Linked DNA regions of Mus musculus: all the other regions are linked to region 3. The links are chromatin contacts, called in public promoter capture Hi-C maps. All regions are on one chromosome and are shown on one strand. The core of a region is the stretch at or near the end of the contact, and the rest is flanking DNA. Distances in the headings are between cores, read along the strand shown. Region 1 overlaps St6galnac3 (ST6 (alpha-N-acetyl-neuraminyl-2,3-beta-galactosyl-1,3)-N-acetylgalactosaminide alpha-2,6-sialyltransferase 3). Region 2 holds the start of Asb17 (ankyrin repeat and SOCS box-containing 17). Region 3 overlaps St6galnac3 (ST6 (alpha-N-acetyl-neuraminyl-2,3-beta-galactosyl-1,3)-N-acetylgalactosaminide alpha-2,6-sialyltransferase 3).

What was found. Promoter capture Hi-C pulls out the DNA fragments that hold promoters and counts their contacts.
Region 1: a contact with region 3 is called in a promoter capture Hi-C map of hippocampal neurons, with 4 times the contacts expected there. The contact joins two enhancer-like sites. A contact is called at or near these places in 1 of 39 promoter capture datasets (hippocampal neurons), 1 of 484 Hi-C or Micro-C datasets (embryonic stem cells) and 4 of 115 datasets of contacts at active chromatin or transcription factors (astrocytes and embryonic stem cells).
Region 2: a contact with region 3 is called in a promoter capture Hi-C map of hippocampal neurons, with 4 times the contacts expected there. The contact joins the promoter of Asb17 here to the enhancer-like site in region 3. A contact is called at or near these places in 15 of 39 promoter capture datasets (the C10 cell line, the HPC-7 cell line, HPC-7-derived erythroid cells and 11 more), 1 of 15 datasets of contacts at CTCF or cohesin (large pre-B cells), 17 of 484 Hi-C or Micro-C datasets (the C10 cell line, CD8 T cells, the G1E-ER4 cell line and 7 more) and 1 of 9 other capture datasets (adipose tissue).

The regions. Positions count from the first base shown.
Region 1 is chr3:153,457,324-153,461,695 of GRCm38.p6, forward strand. All of the region lies in intron 2 of St6galnac3 (ST6 (alpha-N-acetyl-neuraminyl-2,3-beta-galactosyl-1,3)-N-acetylgalactosaminide alpha-2,6-sialyltransferase 3), which reads right to left. Among named protein-coding and RNA genes, the nearest start is that of Gm46831, 50 kb to the right of the region's middle. Within about 2 kb of position 1,433, at least 30 of the 459 cell types and tissues checked have an H3K27ac peak or open chromatin away from gene starts, as enhancers often do. A contact at or near this core is called in hippocampal neurons, where this site is marked.
Region 2 is chr3:153,841,670-153,845,808 of GRCm38.p6, forward strand. It overlaps Asb17 (ankyrin repeat and SOCS box-containing 17), which reads left to right and starts at 2,578. Exons shown (of 3, transcript NM_025758.4): 1 at 2,578-3,064. The coding sequence starts at 2,664.
Region 3 is chr3:153,658,069-153,662,270 of GRCm38.p6, forward strand. All of the region lies in intron 1 of St6galnac3 (ST6 (alpha-N-acetyl-neuraminyl-2,3-beta-galactosyl-1,3)-N-acetylgalactosaminide alpha-2,6-sialyltransferase 3), which reads right to left. Among named protein-coding and RNA genes, the nearest start is that of Gm52633, 65 kb to the left of the region's middle. Within about 2 kb of position 1,748, at least 29 of the 459 cell types and tissues checked have an H3K27ac peak or open chromatin away from gene starts, as enhancers often do. A contact at or near this core is called in hippocampal neurons, where this site is marked.

The DNA of each region.
Region 1 (4,372 bases), core at 183-2,682, 200 kb before region 3:
AGGAAGTGCAGGCTTGCTGGAAGAAGGCCATGGCTGAGATCTGGCTGTGAGTATTCATAGCCACACCCACCTGCAGCTTGCTTTCTCAGTTTCCTGTGCTAAAGATTGGATCTCTTGGGTTCCTGCTTTGGCTTCCTGCTGCTAGGCAACCCTCACCAACCCACACACTTATTATGCATTTCCCTCTCTGGAACCAGGAGCAGGAATAATTTCTACCATCTGTAAGCTGTTTTAGGCCATGGCATTTTATCACAGCAACGGAAAGGTAACTAATACACACACTCATCCATACTTAACAAAACCCACTCTTTAAGATAAACAGCCTGCAGCCTCTGCCCTGGGGGCATGATGACCCCTTCCTCCAGGGAAGATGAGCCTCTGAGATGTCTGTGAGCATCTCATTATCCTGAAGAAATCCTTGTGGGTGGCGCCAATCCCTAGGCTGGGTTTGAGAAGCAGAACACAGAGAAGGGGAGGAAGAAACAGCTATGCACACTCACTACTCTTTGACACCTGATCATGAATAGGACGTGGCCAGATGCCGCTTGACTTCCCGTCATGGGAGACTGCACCCTTGAACTGTGACCCTTGAACTGTAGACCAGAATAAATCATTTTCCCTGAAAAGTTGCTTTTGGCAGAGACTCTGTAACAGCAATAGAAGCCACAGTGACACATCCCTCCCATGCCTCCCACTGCAGTTCTGTGCAAACTATCTTGGCCATGTGAGTGATGCTGTAGCAAAATGCATACAAATCAATCAATCAATCAATCAATCAATCAGTCAGTCAACCAATCATGCTGTTCCCCAGGGCAACATGCAAGCAACTATTTCTTGACAATTAAAATTTAAAAGTTTAGTGGCTAAGGAGATGACACGGTCCATAAAGTGCAAACATGTGGACATGGATTTAGTATCTAGAACCCATGGTCTTACAAAAGAAAGATTGCGCTATGCTTACTGTTTTAGCACAGGCAGAGGGATCCCAGTCTGATGTCAGCCTGGGCTTTAAAACAAGGGTGTCTCAGGACAAACCAGTAAACAAACAAGCAAACAAGCAAACAACGGGATAAACACGGAATTTAAAACCCGAATGGAAATGATGGAAGAGGACTTGTCAGTGCACGGCGCTTCATCAGCCTGCTCTGCGCATCACCAAAAGCTTTCGCCTCTGCTTCCTGCTGCCAAAGCCCACAAATAGACAAGGATATGCTCCGAAGCCTCACATGCCAAGTTAAGAACACATCTACGGGGTCATCCGTGCCTGAGGCTAGGAAGAGAAAAGCGTGTCTGGTACTCAGTGTGGGCTTCAGGTCACATCTCTGTGACCGGAGAGTCTGTACTCAAGACCAACTCTAGAAGGGATGAACCACCTCGCTCCCCTGGAAAAACAGTAGCCAGAGAGGGAGCTGTTCCTTAGGAGAGTTTGTTTGTAGCTAACAGAGGATAAATTATTCAGGAGCAACAGCCTTGTGAGCCCTGTAATTACTGCCAAGTAACTGAGACTATTGACCTACAAAATGCAGATCAAAACCCAAATCTGCATTTCAGACAAGATTCCTCTCAGGATCTAGCACACTGTGCTGCCCAAGTGGCTGCTTTGAAAACCAAAACAGGAAGCAGAAAATACTGTCACTCAAAAGATGTCACTTAGGGACAAAGAGGAGCTCAGGTGCCAGAGAATAAGAAGCCCTGGGCTCAGCAGCACACCCTCCCCAAGCAGATTTACCTGTACCAAACCCAGACTCCAGGGCTCAACTCACAGCTTTCTGGCCTCCTAGGGTCGTGCATGTTCCACATCTGCTCTGTAAATCCTGTGGACAAGCTTTCCTTTTTCTAGACCGGCCTCTCCACCACTTCTCCCCAGTCTGTATTGTTCCCCCAGTCAATGTCTGCCTCATGCAACTTCCTCAGCGAACTCTTTCTTTCCAATAAAAATAGAAGCATCAAGGCTGGGAATGGTGGTGTAGGCCTTCTATCCAAGCACTTGGATCTCTGTGATTTCGAGGTCAGACTGGTGAACTTCAGGATAGCCTTAACTACATAGAGACCTTGTATAATTAAAAAAAGGGGGGAGGTGAGGAGGAGGAGGAGGAGGAAGAAAAAGAAGAAAACTTAAAAACAAAAGAGATGAGAGAGGCATCAAATCTACAAATCTACTTCATTTCTTAAACACAAACAATTTTGTTACATATCCAGATGTGATCAAAAAGATCTATTCTAGTAAATTTGGCTTCATTAGTAAAAAAAAAAAAAAAAAATAGGCTTTCAAAGGCATCCTCTGTTCTCCATGTAAGTCATTGCACTAGTTAGTCTTCTGTTCATGTGATACAATGTCACAACTGAGTGTAACTTAAGGAAGAGATTCTTTACTTATTGCTCATGGTCCCCTTGTGTGTGGTGGGTGGGTGTCGGGTGGGGGAGGCATGACACCAGATGGCAAGAGCAGGAAGCTGGGAGCTGGGGGATCCCAAACTCATTCCAAAGCACAGAGCTCAATCTAGAAGTGGGATAGCTATAAGCGCTCAAAAACAGTTCAGGAACTCATTTTCTCCATGAAGGCTACACCTCCTGAAGGTTCTATAACTGCGGAAACAGTGCCACCAACCAAGGACCAAGCACCAAACACTCGTGCCTGTGGGGGACATTCCTCATTCAGACACTATAACCACACTCCTACCAATCTTAGAAAACCAAGGAACAAAGCATCTATACACTGATTTAGGTGTCATTAAAGAAGTCATTGTTGGTGGTCCCATTTACATCAGTATGTGGGAGTCTGTGAAGAAAGAGTATCTTTGGGTGGGCAGTGCATGCTGTATTTTGGGAACACATCCTCAGAGAGACTGAGAATCAGCCAGTGAAGATGGAAACATCAGAAGGCAAAGCACAGAGGGAAGAGAGAAGGAGGAGACAGCTTCATGGATGAGCTGCGCCTTCCAGCCAGGTTTGGAAGAGTGTCTCAGACCCACGGCGGCAACCACCATGATGCAACTCAGTGTGCTAACCTAACATCTTGTCTACAACACATTCTAGTGACAGTTACTTCCTATGACTGTATACATTCCAGGCATGAGGGGAGTGGCTAGTTTATGAGGGAGAGGAGGCTGTCTTATCCTCTCCATATTACTTCATGAATCAACTTCACTTTTAGGAAAAAAAAATTTATTTATAGCTAAAAATCTACTTCTGTCTCCAACACTGAAGAAGACCTTGTGGTTGAGTGCACCCTCTGACTGTCCGAGCTTCTGCTCTCCACACAGAAAGCAGCACGGATGCACAAGGCCATCCTCATCTCCCTTGGGACTTCCAAAGCTGGAATATCCCAGAACTGGAACGGTCTGTCTGTTAGAGACGCCTTTGCCTAGTATCAGATATACTCTCTCGACATTTCCACTTAAGTCTCAGCCTCTGAAGGTCACTACCCACTGCCTGTCCTTCATCTGTGTTCTCTGACACTTGTAGAGATGTGTGTAGACCTGAGGCTGCTTGTGCTGTTAGACGATGGTGAGCAGAAGTCACTAATCACACTGAGAACAGAGAAGGATGGTGGGCCAGCTCAGTCTGTCCCCAGCTCCACAGCTACGTGCTCTGTAATCCAGGCTGTGACAGACCTCTGTCCCTGTGCCTGTTGTCTTGGCAGAAATAAAGATACTTCAAGAGAATTTCCATGAGCGTCAAACGAGCACCTCGTTGGTAGTAAGGAGCTGGCACATACATGTGTTTTTATTGTTGGTCGTTCTAATTAGAAGTGAAAGATAGAAAAGAAGAGAGAATGGCCAAGGTCAGGCCTTGCTCGGGCTAGCATTTAGAGTGGTATTCCTTTCAGCATGATGATAACTGGAGAAAGTATGTTCAAAGTATCTTGTAGTCTTCCCAAGGGATGAGGAACCTACAATGAACCAGCAACAAAGCAGTGGGTTCCAGGAGAAGGGAAATCACCCTGTTACCCTTGGCTCTGATCCAGACTAGTCACTGAGCTATAGTTAAAGGCAGGACAGTGAAGCAAGCCGGTGGTCAGTGTCCATTGCCAAACTGTCTAGATTTGGAATTACCTAGGAGACACATTCTGGGACGGGTGGTGAAGGTTTCCACAGGGGTTTAAATGAATAGCAAAGACCCACCCATGTGGGTCTTTGAAATAATAATGAATAAATGATTTTAAAAAGACACCAAATTCCTGTGTTATACCCAGCTACTCACTGCCCAGGGGTCCCACCACTGTTTGGCTAACCCCAGTAGGCAGTCTTCCTTTCTCTGGTTTGCTGGCCTCAGAGCCACCCGTGCCTTCTCAGCCATCCACCCCCTGTGGTCAGCGGTCACAGTTCCCCTTAACCCAGTAAATCAAAACTCTTGAAGCTTATAATTAATC
Region 2 (4,139 bases), core at 1,328-3,827, 180 kb after region 3:
ATATTCAAAGCATGGTGTCCTGGGAGCTAGAGGGGAGGGCTCTGCAGTTAAGAGCACCAGCTGTTCTTCCAAAGGCATTGGTTCAATTCCTAGCACTCACATGATGCTTACAACCATCTGTAAACACAGTTCCAGGGGATCTGAGGTCCTCTTCTAGTCTCCTTGGTGACCAGACATGCACCCGATATACATTCAGGCAAAACACCAATATGAGTAAAGCAAAGAGAAATGAATGGGATTTGTATCATCACAGAAGAGTGGGGAATTTAAGACATGCAGTCCCATCATCTCCTGTCAGTGGGCCACTGGGTAAAAGGTCACCTGATGAAATCAATACAGACAAACAAAGATATTGGCTGAATTTAATACATGTGCCTGATGCGCATGCTTGATTAAGCAGGCCTGGCTAAGATCACACTTAAAAAGGAAACGGCAGTAGCAGAGGTCAGCATATAGAGCCTTCCGTCCTCACCACTCTCCATCCACAGGCAGTGGCTACCTGAGGCACCAAGTGGAGGACCTAAAGCTTCCTCCAAGTCAGCAGGAGACAAGTCGCCGTGTGCCCTGGAGGAGGAACAGGACTTCTTTGGCCATTGATGTTTCTTTGGAAAGATAAAGGCAAAGTAAGGAATGTTCTAGCAATGGCTGTTTAACACTGCCTTGAAATTTCTACCCAGTAAGCAAGGCAGGAACCAGAAGTGGATATAAATCTTCCCTGACCTCAAAATGCCAAAATTATTTTTATTTTCAGATGACACTGTTTCTGGGGAAGATGCAAAAGAAGAAACTAGAAAAGAATATGGTTAATAAGAAAGCCTAGTAAGATTTCTGGTAATTAAATCCATACAAAGAATTCAAGTATTTTTTAACATTTCAACAGTGAACAGCTAGATATATGATGGAAAAATTCCATTCCAACTATTTACTAACCATATAAAGTACATAGAAACAAACAAATGTATGGAGAAATGTATCAAGGTTGTTGATGAAGGAAATCATGGAAACTCTGGGCTGGAGAGAGAGTTCAACAGGCTCTCTAATCATGAGGACAGGAGTCCAGATCTGAGGCAGGAGGATCACTGGAGCGCAGGGAGAGAGTACGCCTGAAAGGAACAGGCTCAGACTGGTAGACAAGGCCATTTGCCTTCTTCTGGCCTCTGCATATATGCACACACAGATACATAAGAAAATACATCCCTTTCAAAAAGGAAGTCATAACTGGCTGATCTGAAAGGGAGACTTAAATAATTGAATGTCCATCTTAAGTTTCTAGATAGAAACACTCAACATTTAAACATCTTTCAAAAGATATTAGTTCATACATCAAGTATGGTTATAGATGAATATGAAGATTCATCATGATATAAAAGTAATGATAAAAGGAGCCACATAATTGTGGCAGAACAAAACATTGGAAAACTTTGCAGAATTAAACCCAACTAAATATGTTCCAATTAATCCAACCCATCGATTTCCCTGTCTCTCAAAAGTCAATGATGCACTAAGACTTTTAAGTGGTAATTTCAATAACCTCATGGGTTGTGTTTTTAATGTTGATTTGCATCTTATTTTTGTATGTAAGCATGGTATCTCTGTACATGTGTGCATAAGTATGTATGTGTTTATGTGTGTGTGTATGTGTATCTGTGTGTGTGTAAATGTGTGTGTGTGTGTGTAAATGTGTGTGTATGTGTGTGTGTGTTTATATGCAGATCTCACTGTGTGCATGTGCTCAGAGGGTAACTTGCAGAAATCCATTTTTTCCTAACATCTGGGTTCTGGGATCCCACGCAGGTTTCTCGGCTTGACATCACACTTTTACTCACTAAGCTGTCTCACTGGCCCTGGGAGCTGTTATCTATTGTGTAATATGCTTCATCTAAGATATAGAAATGGGGTATGTCAGCAAAGTGACAGAATAGGAAGCCCCAGGTCTTCATCCTTACCAATGCCTGGACCAACTCTGTTCTCTGAAATACAGAAACCAGGGTTCTCCATTTAAACTATATGTCCAGCCTAGATTTGAAGTTTTAAAGGGCTAAAAAATTTAATCTATATCCTTATATTATGTAAGTAATTGCATTTCTAATGTACTTAATATCAAACCATGTGTTTATTTTTTAAATGATATTCCAATTATATACTTTCTGCCAGGCTTGCAGAAAAAACATTCCAAAACCACATTTCGAGATTTTATTTACGAGGGTGTCACGTGTGGGGATGGCAGACTCCCTCCTACACGGGAACGAACCAGTGAGGCCTAAGAGAAGGCAGCACTCACGCAGATCTCACGAGCTGTACCTGACTAGGGTCACATGACTAATCAATATTAATATGTAGTGTGATGTACACAGGGTGCTTCTCACACCTGAGAGACACACGGCATAGACAGAGTGGAATCTTTGTAAAGTTTCCTCTTAGCTCTCCTGCATGCCATTGCTATCCTTTAGGTTTTTCATATGTCACCAACTTCACAACCGCCTCAGGTTTCTGACCCGGGCTGATGACGGCTCTGCAGGTATTGTGATGTCACCCTGCTGCCTTCCCTCTGGCTGATGAGGGGCACGCCTGCGTCTGGAGTAGAGCCTCCCACATTATCAAGGCCTGTGACTGAGGAATGGCAGCATGACTGCCCACCGTGCTCTTCCTACCCTTAAGAAGCAATGAATAACTCTTCTAAATTATGCCGGAAGACGTCTTTTCCAAGAAGCAATATATTCTGTAACCTTGTTGACAAGATAGTTAAGCGGCCCTCTCTGCAGTTTCTGGGCCAATGGGGATACCACTGCTATGAACCCAGGATTTACAGAACCCTGGCAAAAATCCTGAGGTATGTTGACTTGGACGGCTTTGACATACTCCTCACGGACTATATTGCTTTTGTGGAAAAGTCAGGACACCGTTTTGAACTCAACTTTAACCTTGAGTTTACTGAAATATGCGTGAATACCATTCTGTACTGGGTTTTCGCCAGGAAAGGTAATCCTGACTTCGTGGAACTGCTTCTCAAGAAGACGAAGGACTATGTCCAAGACAGAAGCTGCAGCCTGGCGCTGATATGGAGGTAATCTCATGCTTTGTCCAGAGAGAGGTGTGTCTGGGAGAGGGCAGGGCTGTCTGCTTAGCTCAGCTTGTGAGGTGGGAATGTGTCATTGGGTTTTACCTGTAGTGCGCACTATCAAGTCATGCTGGATCTGCTCAAGGAAAGCAATGTTAGCAAACGCATGGAAAATTCCTTAAAAAGCAACAGACCTTGCCTTACGCCATACTGCGGCCACTTCTTTTGGTCTCCTGAGAGTGTACACTTGCAGTGTGCGTACGGTTCACTCAGAACATTCCTATCACGAGTGGTGCTCAGTCAACACAGCTACGTTGTGTCAGGTCTTAATAAATTTTATTTCAATTCTTCCACAACTGAGTTCAGTGAAAACCATGGTCCTTACAGGCCAACTTTTTACAGCCCGAACTTGTCAATCTGTCTGACAATGTCACGAAACTAAAAGCTCCAGGTGACTGTCTTATAGCTCAAGAGTTTGATCCAATGCTAATCAGTTCTCGGCCCGATCAGAACAGATGTGCATTGGCTCCTTCATTCAGGAAAATGTTTATGCATCACAATCTCTGCAGTGGCAGGAGCAGGTGTCAGCGACACACAAGGCCCAGGTCAGAGACCAGGCAGGGTGGGTTCTGCTGGGAGCAGCCCTGCATCCTGGCTGCATCACTCTGCCGCTCAGAGCATGCAGGACTGTGTTCCTGAATGATCATCCCAGCACATGAATGGGTAGCTGGGGTCTAGAAATAGTAAATAACTCCCTCCCCCCATAGGACTTGTGGTGGATTGAATATCCTTGGCCCATGGTAAGTGGCACTATTAGGAGATGTGGCCTTATTGGAGGAAGTGTGTCACTGTGTAGGCAGGCTTTGAGGACTCTTAGTGCTCAAGTTCCACCCAGTGTGGAAGAGAGCCTCCTCCTAACTGCCTACACAAGGCAGTTCCCCTTCTGTTGCCTTCGGATCAAGATGTAGAATCTCTCAGCTCTTTCTACAGCACCATATCTGCTTGGATGCTACAGTGCTTCCTGCCATGATGATAATGGACTGAACGTATGAACCTGTAAGCCAGCCCCAACTAAATGTTG
Region 3 (4,202 bases), core at 498-2,997:
TAGGGGGAAAGCCTCATTTTAATACGGCTCTGAAGCTCTGGCTGATTCCTGGTGGCTCTCAGCGATGAAAAGTGACACTACTCTGTCACCTGCTCTGTGTGCTAGGGACCACTAGTGCCACTTCTCTCTTAGAAAGGGCCAAAGGCTAATGTCATGAGAAAGCAGGCCAAGTCCAAGGTGGCTGACGCAGGCCTTTGAACCTGCGCTTTCACAGTCCACGGACCTGAAATGTCAGTGCTCCCTGACAGTGGTGCTAAGGGAACAACTGCTCGACCAACTTCGATTATCTCTGGTAAAAAGAAGCCAAATTCACAGGAACACGGAGCCTGGCATCCTCTGTCCGGTGTAAGCGGAGAGCTGGGGCGTCTCTGAAGCCGCCTAGGAAACACACTTCTGGGCGTGCCTGTGAGCATCGGCTGAGGTGGAAAGACTCGCTCTATATGTGTCACGGGCTGTCTCAAACAACCACACAGCTACTGGCCCCCAACCTGCTGCACCGAGCAGCCACCACTAGAGGCCACCACACGTACCTCTGCACCTGAAACCCTTCATTAACATCCTCCAGATAACTCAGAAGTGAGACTCACGTTGCGAGTGAATGCAGTCTACAGATACGCAAATTCACACCTAAGGGAAGGTCTCAGTGCCCTGCCAACGCATACACTGAACAGAGGGCAAGGCCACTGTGGCTGTACAATGGAAGCTGACAGCAGTCCCCACTACATCCACCACGCCATGGATGTGGAAGAGAGTAAACAGGCTAACACCTTAGGGATACACTAAGGCAGGTGTGCCTGGGAAGACGGCAGAAAGCAATTAGGGAAGAAGACCCAACCCAGGCTGAGGATGAAGAAACCTCATGGCCAGCCCTGCTCACAGGTAAGAGTGGGGAGCCTGATGTCTGCCGTCGGCCTTGCCTAACACCATTAAGGGGGGAATGTAAGCTGGAACAGAGTGGGAAAGGTTAAAGAGGAACGTTGAGGCTAACTTGAAAGAATCATGGCTTTCACACCAGAAACTGGGCATAAAAGCAGCTCACCAGGCTGGTGACTGATGGAGCCATCCTGACAGGAACCACAAAGAGGCTCTTAAAGGGAGTCTGTAAGAAAGCGTTGGATCAGTGGAGCTGTCAGACCTGAGACAACCCAGCCCAAATGCAGTGTGCCACACTGTCCTGCCACTGTAGCTGCACGGGTAGGTCACCCTTTCACCATGCAGCACCTCACTCGTGAGAGCAAGCATCTCAGGCTAGCTCCAGCCCGCAGACAGACCCTTGTTCTTTAGCCTCTTGCTGTGTCCCTCAGCAAATGTCACTCAGCACACCAGACAAGTCCTGGAGCTCCCTATGACCGGGTCAGTTATAATATGTGGACGACACTTGCACAAGCCTGCCTGCTACAGCCTAGGTAGCCACAGGTGACAAGTGGAGAACAGAGAGGATGCAGATCAGGCAGGGCAAGAAGGGCTAGCCCAGTCAGGACGATGCTTACCTTGCGAACATACGGGGCGGAATTCATCCCCAGAGCATATTACTAATGTGATGGACCTTTGTTACCAAAGAACTGTACTTAGAAAAGGAAACAAACTTCAGAGAAATAAAAATCCCAGCAACAGCCCCTGGAGTATAGGAGGCCCCGCCACAAGGCTCGTGAAGAAGTGGAACAGAGGCCTCAGCACAGTCCACTCAGTCCACTGTCAGCCTGAGACGCCCGCCAAGCTGGCTGGCTGAAAGAACATGCTGGGTCTGTTCTGTTTGCTGTAGTTTTCTGAGCAGGCTCCATGGTGAGCGAAGAGGCGAACAGGAATCTTCCATTATCCCTTTCAGCTGAAAAGAAACCTCACCACAGAATGCACTTACTGTGAAAGTTGGTACAAACAGCAGCCACGGGGAGGTCGCGATTAGAGGAGGCTTCCAGGGAGAACGGCTTCTTAGAGAGTTGGACTCTGATGGGCAGAGGGAGATGGTGACGGGTGAGGGGTGAACGAAAGAGGGGGCAGGAGCAGAGCAAGGCCTGAGCCTGAGCAGAGGCAGCGGGTGAGCTCACTCACTCAGCCTACATCTGAAGCATCGGTCATCCTAGGTGCCCCACAGCAGGACCAGATCAGTGGGCAAGACAGCAGGCTGGGCCAGTGGAGCATGGTGGTAGGAGCGGCTACAGTTTAACACTGAGAGTTGGGACCTAGGAAACACCGTAGCAAGTTGTTCTAAGAACAGGGTCTTGAGTATGAGCTCAAGGATGCCAGACTTGATTCACAGACATCACTGAGCCAAGGGAGCTTCTCTGAGAAATGTCTGTGAGAGGCAGGGCAGAAAAAGGGAGCCATCAGGTTAGCTCCAGCTGGGGTGATTCATCTTCGGATGCATAAGACCCCGTATGGGACAGAAAGGGGATCAGAGGCTGGAGGAGGAGGAGGAGGAGGGAGAGGAGGGGGAAGGGGAAGAGGGGAAGAGGAAGAGGAAGAGGAAGGGAAGGAGGGGGAGGAGGAAGAACAGAAAAAAGGAGGAGGAGGGGAGGAGGAAGAGGAAGAACAGGAGGAAGAGGGGAGGAGGAGGAAGAGGAAGAAGAGGAGGAAATGAGGAGGGGGAGGAAAAGAAGGAAGAAGAGGAAGAAGAGGAGGAGGAGGAAGAAGAGGAGGAGGAAAAGGAGGAGGAGGAGGAAAAGGAGGAAGAGGAGGAAAAGGAGGAAGAGGAGGAGGAGGGATGCATGTCTTGCGGAACCCTGCTCTGTGTGGTTATATCCTGAGGAGTTCTACTGGGAATAAGTTTAGGAATGAGACAACCCCTCTTTGGAAACATTTAAAAGTTTCTCAATCGTCCTGCAGATAAACAAACAAAACCACATTTGATTCTTCCCGACCCTGCATATTCCACTCTTTTATGACCAATTTGTTTGGGGTGAACATCACAGGACATGAGGAGGGAGGCGGGAGGGGAGGAGCCATTGAAGTCAAAGAGGACAGGATGCCAGGAATCCTCTAAGACTCAGGAACGTCTCACTGAAAAGTTGGGCCACCTTCAGGGAACTCACAACGAATACCCTGTGCCCATGCACACAGACACACAACAGCACCCTGTGCCTCAACACTCAGGCTTCTATTTGCCTGGCTGCTTAGCAGTCTGCATCTATTAGATCACCGTGACAGCTTTTGGATGTCCATCCCTTTAAAACAAACAAACAAACAAACAAACAAAAAGGTAAGATCTAGAAACCCGCATCTCACTGATTTACCAACTTATCTTACACAGGGTTTCCAATGCCACTCCCTAACCAGGCAGCAGGCTCACAAGTCAATCATTTTTCAAGCAGACAGTCTAAAAGCAAAAACCTCAAATCCAAGTGTGGATGTACATGATAGAAATCCCAGCACACAGTGGATGAGGCAGGAGGATTAGAAGTTCAAGGACATCCTTGGCTACAGAGTCAATTCAAGGCCAGCCTTGGCTACATGAGACAGCCTCTACTAAGTTAATAGAAATGCCAAAAGGAAAGCCTTTTCTGATCCACCCTGGGAGAGGTTGATGGCTTACGAGGGTCCAAACTCTCGTGTCTCTTGGAATCTGTGCAACTCTGCATTGGGCCGGTTTTCACAATGCCCACAGAACTTGTTCTCTAGCTCACAGACTCGGCCGTTTCTCTCAGGGCATTGTCACAGTGTGCCGGGGTCCCATGTTTGTACCCAGGTACCTGGAGGTGCCATGCTACTGGCTCGAGCCCCACATTTGGGGGAGCAAGATAAGGAGCCACTTTCCAAAGCCTAACATGGGGTCCCATGGTTGGTAGATGAAGACTGGTCCCATCAGCTCAATAAGTAGTTTTGGTTTGACCTCTGGCTTCCCTGGAGATGCACCACCCCCAACTCCACCTGCTGCCACCTGTGTCCCCTCTGCAGCCCAGGTGGACTCAGAGGTGGTTTGTGTGGAGGAAAAAGCACAAAGAAAATGCAGGAAAGCTTTCAGCAGCGTGAAGCCCGAGAGGCTCAGCTCTGCACTGGTGGGAGCTGGAAATCCAACAATGCCATGCCCATCCACCTTGGCAGGGAGCCTCGGTGCCTCCGGATGCCAGGAAAGGAGCCAGCTGCCTCCTGCAAACATCACAACCTGTCAGCATGAGTCACAAGTCAGTGCCATTCGTTACCTAGCGTCTGAGATTCACAGAAACTGCAGGGTTCTGGGACATAATTCCCACCAAGGTTAAATTCTC